Regions from separate parts of the Oryctolagus cuniculus genome. Here region 1 is linked to region 2. The links are chromatin contacts, called in public Micro-C maps. All regions are on one chromosome and are shown on one strand. The core of a region is the stretch at or near the end of the contact, and the rest is flanking DNA. Distances in the headings are between cores, read along the strand shown.

Evidence for each region. Hi-C and Micro-C count contacts between places; a contact is called where the count stands out from the background.
Region 1: a Micro-C map of ear pinna shows a contact between it and region 2, with 6 times the contacts expected there. The contact joins the promoter of BIRC2 here to the promoter of YAP1 in region 2. A contact is called at or near these places in 2 of 6 Hi-C or Micro-C datasets (ear pinna and an unstated tissue).

Annotation. Positions count from the first base shown.
Region 1 is chr1:94,067,221-94,069,920 of mOryCun1.1, reverse strand. BIRC2 (baculoviral IAP repeat containing 2) reads right to left here and starts at 1,274. Exons shown (of 9, transcript XM_051849856.2): 1 at 1,096-1,274.
Region 2 is chr1:93,541,608-93,544,307 of mOryCun1.1, reverse strand. It overlaps YAP1 (Yes1 associated transcriptional regulator), which reads right to left and starts at 1,279. Exons shown (of 8, transcript XM_017343710.3): 1 at 288-1,279. The coding sequence starts at 608.

The DNA of each region.
Region 1 (2,700 bases), core at 25-2,524, 530 kb before region 2:
GGAGTCTGACTGACACTTTAGACAATATGTTAATTCCAGCAATCTGTCACCAAAACTTTCTAATTGGACATGCTCTTAATTTAAATAAATGCAAAACAGCTCCACAGCATGAACTATATCCATGTCTTTACAATGTACAGCGTCAAAGACAATTCCACACGTGGAAACACTGTCTTCAGTCTCCTCCCCTTTTCTCACTTCAGGATAATTATCTCGGGCACTTTGGTGGAGGCACAAAGGGACAGAACTGGAGACTCCATTACTCCCTGTCTGCAACGGGGCTAGCAGAGACAGATCCGTAAAGCGATTTTTAAATGTTAGGTCTTTCCAGGGCTAGAAAAACCAGCTGGTCTGGTGGGGCGTTAAAGACATCAGGAGGAGCTCATTAATACAAATCCTTAAACCATACCAGCTGCCTCGCAATTCCAAAGCCGCCACCACTACAGACAGCCAACTCGAAAACAAACAGTAACATAATAGTCCCTGCAACCCTGGGCCTGGCACTGTGACCGCTTGCATGAATGCACACTTTAATTACACCATGTCTCGTATCTTTAAATTTTAGCTCTTTATCTACAAGCAGCATATTGCTACTTTTGATCTCTTTAAGCAAGCTGTAGGTGGGCAGGGGATAAACTGGAAGGGAAAAGAGGAGAAACCGTGCGGCTTTAGCCATTAATTTCTAGGAGTTATTTCAAACAACACACAACAGACAACCACCGCAGCAGCGGACCGCAGAGCCTTGCAAAATGTGAGCTCTCGCGTTCCCACGGACCACGGAAGCCTAAGTTTACAAGTGCGCAAAAACTCCCTAGAGCAACTATCTTGATCAAAGTCCAAAGGGCAGTAAAGCAGGCGGCGGCCAGACTTGAAAACGAATCATTTAAAAAAAAAGCAGCCAGTCTCGACTGAAAGTCTTTTGAAGTTGGGGCTTCCGAATTAAATACAAGCCTCGGCGCGGGTAGAAACCACACAGCCCACGGCGCCCCAGGCCCCGTCCTCCCTCGCCCGGCCGCAACACCAGGGAAGTGGGCCCCCGCAGGCCCGCGCCCCGACCCGCCCCGCGCGGCCGGCCCCGGAAGGAGCCGCACTCACCGCATCGCCAGCACAGCAAACAGGGACCCAGCTCGGGGGCCTGGAGGCCTCCGCACAACAGGAAGGCAGTGGGGCCGAGACCTCAAGCGGCCAAACCCGGCTCTGCCGGCCTGCGGCGCTCCCCAAGCCCCCTACCCCGGCGGGGCCGACGCGGACGCACGGTGACGTCAGCGCGTCCTGCGGGTCGCCCACGTCCCCCGCCGCGCGAGGGCGCCCGGGAGTCTGCGGTCGGAGAGCGGAACGGAGCGCTGGGTCACCTCCGGGAAGGAGGCCCGGAGGCCCGGGGAGGCCCGGCGCGGCCCGGCGGGTCCGCCCACCTGGAGCGGCGCGGTCGTTCCGCGGGGTGCTGCGGCTCGTTCGCCTGAACTTGGCGTTTGCACGTTTTAGCCGCGTGGTTGGCGCCCCTGTGACATCTGCCTCTTCTCTGCCGCGGACGTTCTCCTGAGGGGGACGTGGCAGAGCGTGAGCGGTTGCGTTGGAGGCTCGGGAAACCCTGCGGAAACGCCCTGGCGCAGGGACTGCACGTCGCGGGCCGCCCCCTCGTTGGGTCCGGGCCCCCGCGGGACTCTCGCCGTGCTGCCCCTCGTGCGTGTCCCGCAGCGCAGCCCGGGAGCAAGCCAGGGTGCACAGCCGAGACATGCAGCGAGGACGGCGTCAGGAGATTGCTTTTGAAAACTTGAAGCTTTTTTTTTTTTTTTTTTTTTTTTTTTTTTTATCAACCAGCGTTTCTTTTTTTAAACTTTCGGTTTCCTGCTCTGGAGACAGGCTCCAGGGGAAGAGCTGTGTTTTATTTCAAATGTGCATTGTTAGCCACGAGAGTCAGGCTTCAGTCCGAGGATTTGCTGGGTTTGAATAAAATGGAACGTATACGTTATGTACGTGCACACATATACAGGAAGCGCCAAGGAGTTCACTTACGAAGACAAAGGATTTTTTTCCGTATGGGGACGTGATGGAACACGCGTAAATAAACCTTGGTTGCATTAGCCTGGGCCATTTGGCTCTCGTCCTCTGCGGCGTGGAATGCGGCTGCGCTCCTGGGCCGTGGGGTACATGTTGTATCGCGGTGTCTGTGAAAATAGGCTTTGTCAATGAACTCAGATGCTTGCTTCTTTCCGGGGAACTCCAGGGGCAAACATTTCAAAAACTTCCAAATAAGCCACTTAATTAGGCAGCCAGGGGAATTCCAACACACTGAACCATTTCCCATTTCCTGTCCTGTCATTTCTGCCTGCCAGTCAGTCACAGAGCAGGAGGTCCTCTGTTCCATGGTTGGTAGTAAAAAGAAAGTGTGATAGAGGAGAAATGCCACGGCTCCCAATGACTAAAAACTTCCAAAAATGCACATGGGTCTTGGTAGTAGTTTAGTATTTAGTTCAAGTTATGTTTCTCGGAAAGTTACAAAACATTCCCAAAATATGTGGGAAAAGTATATAGCAAGAATTGTTCATTCTGAATTCAAGATTATTTCTCCTTTTCAGTTCTTGTCCTGACCAAAAAAGGTAATGAATGTACTTCTGTAGAGGGGGAAATTTTGCATTTCAAAAGCCTTAGATATTTTTCCCCAAAATATTTCATATAATTTAGGTATAATAAATAACTTTT
Region 2 (2,700 bases), core at 30-2,529:
GAAAGAAAGGAAGAAGAAGGGGGGGAGCACGCCCCCCGGGGCTGCACCGCAGAGACCAACTCCCAAGGGAAAAACAAATCTCGGCCCCGGACTCCGACAGGAGCGAGAAGCCGGGAGCCACGGCCCGGCGGGCGTCTCCGGGTCCTCCCCTTCGCCGGAGACCCCCCACGCCCGCCCGGCTCCCGGAACCCCCTCCCCTGGGCAGAGCGGGCGGCCGCGGCTCCCGAGCGCCCCCCCGGTCCTGGGGCCAGCCCGACGGGGAAGGGGCAGAGGCGAGGCGAGGTTACCTGTCGGGAGTGGGATTTGGGCTCCGGCGGCTTGAAGAAGGAGTCGGGCAGCTTCCGGAGCCTCATGGGCACGGTCTGGGGCACGTTGGCCGTCTTGGGGTTCATGACGGCGTTGAAGAGCGCCTCCAGGTCGGTCTCCGAGTCCCCCCGGACGTGCACGATCTGGTGCCCGGCGGGGGGGGCCTGGGGCGCCGCCTGGGACGCTTGGGGTGCCGGCTGCCCCGGCCCGGACGGCGGGCCTTGCCCCTGGGGGGGCTGTGCGGGCGGCTGCCCTTGGCCCTGGGGAGCCGGCTGAGGCGGCGGCTGCTGCCCGGGATCCATGGCTTCTGCCTCCCCCAACGCGCACCCCCTGACCAGGCGGCGGGCGAGGGCTCCGCCGGGACGCCCCGGCTCCGCGGGCCGAGACTGGAGAAGCGACGAGTGCGGCGGGCCGGGCGGCGCTGCGCGGCGGGAGCGGCGCTGTCCTCGCTCTCAGGGCCGGGGGGCTGCGCTGTGGCCCCGCATCCCCCGCCCCGGCGCCTCCGCCCCCGCCCTGCGCCCGGGCTCCACTGGTCTGGCGGCGGCGCCTCGGGAGGGGCTGCCAGAAACTCGGACCTGCGGCGCCTCAGAACTTTTTTTTTTCCCCCTTCAGCTCCCTGGACGGAGCCGCCGGACAGCTAGTTGCCTTTCCCCTCCCCCTTTCTCTTTTATTTCCTTTTCTTGTTCCTTCCTTCCTCTCTTTCTTTTCCCCGGCGGCGGCTGCGCCCGACTGAGACGGAAACTCGCCTCAGACGCCAAAACTAAAGTTGAGAGAACCGCCCGCCCGAGCCGCTCGCCGGCTCCGCCTCCTCCCAGCTCTTCCTTCCTCTGCGCGCCCGCCCGCACTGAATCCCCGGCCGGCCGCCCGCCCGCCGAGGGAAACTTTCCCCGGCAAGTTACCACATTCCTGCAGACTCCGGCCTCCGCCGCCTGTGCCGGAGCACGTGACCAGCTACCCCCCGCCCCGCTCCGGCCTCGGCCTGCGCTGCCCCGCGCTGGGGCCGGCGGTGCGCCTGCCGGTCCGAGCTGCCAGCGCTGCCGCCCCGACGAGGAGCCCGGAGCCCGATCTGGGCCGGCGCTGGGACTCTGCGGCGTTCGCGGCCGCCCTTGGCCGCAGGAAGTCCTCCCGCGGGGCTGCCCGGCCCTCTCCCGGCTTGTGCTCAGGAAAGGCTCGTCCAGCTCGCCTGGACACGCCACACGGCCAAGGCCGAGTCTGCAGAGGTGAATCCATTTGCATCCCCCCACCGGCGGAGAGCCGCTGTGCGGATGGTGGGACTTAAAAAATAGGTGCCATTAACAGGCACCGATTTTAGTAAAGGTAACCCCTTTTTATAGTAACTTGGTTTTGTAATTTTTTTCACTTTCCCCAATATGCACAAACCCACTTGAGAGGGGTAAATGATTTACTGTGTGAATGTAATTCACAGTAAAAGCAATAAAAATACTGCTTTTCAGTGTGAAAATCAGGGCCGGGGTTGCGGCATAGCAGGTAAAGCCCCAGCCTGAAAGGAGGGCGCCTGTATGGTTGCTGGTTCCTGTTCTGGCTGCTCCACTTCCGATCCTGCTGCTTGCTACTGGCCTGGGAAAGCAGCAGAAAGAGGCCCAGGTGTTTGGGCCCCTGACATACACGTGGGAGACCCCTTGAAGCTCCTGGCTCAGCCCTAGCCTTTATGGCCATTGAGGAGTGAACCTCTGAATGCAAGTGGCCCCCTCCGCGCCTCCCTTCTGTGTGTGTGTGCATAACTTTCAAATACATGTTTGTCTTTTTTTTAAGGGGATGGTGGTAACAAAGAGCAGGTATGCCACTGTTTGCAACATTGGCCTCCTAATATGAGCACCAGTTTGATTCCCGGCTGCTTCACTTCCAATCCAGCTCCCTGTTAATATGCCTGGGAAAGCAGCAGATGGCCCAAGTACTTGGACCCCTGCACCTATGTGGGAGAGCTAGGTGAAGATCTTGGCTCTGTGGCTTCTCCTGGCCCAGCCCCAGCCATTGTAGCTCTTCCGGAAGTGAACCAGCCCTTGGAAGATCTGTCTTTGCTTCCTTGTCTAAATCTGTTTTTCGAATAAATAAATCTTTAAAAACAAAAAAAAATGAAAATCACAACTTTTTTTAGTACTTGGAACTCAGTCACTGGAGACAACACAACATGAAGCTTAACTTGGGTTATAAGCATTCCTCTGTACCTTTCAGCCTCGGAGGGCACAAAGGTGGACCACATGAGAGTGGCACAAGGCACCTGACTCTCCACCTGACAGTGTCACATATACAAAGAGTCCATTTGATGGGGCCGGCGCTATGGCGTAGTGGGTAAAGCTTCCACCTGCAGTGTGGGCATCCCATATGGGCACAGGTTCAAGTCCCTGCTGCTCCACTTCCAATCCAGCTCTGTGC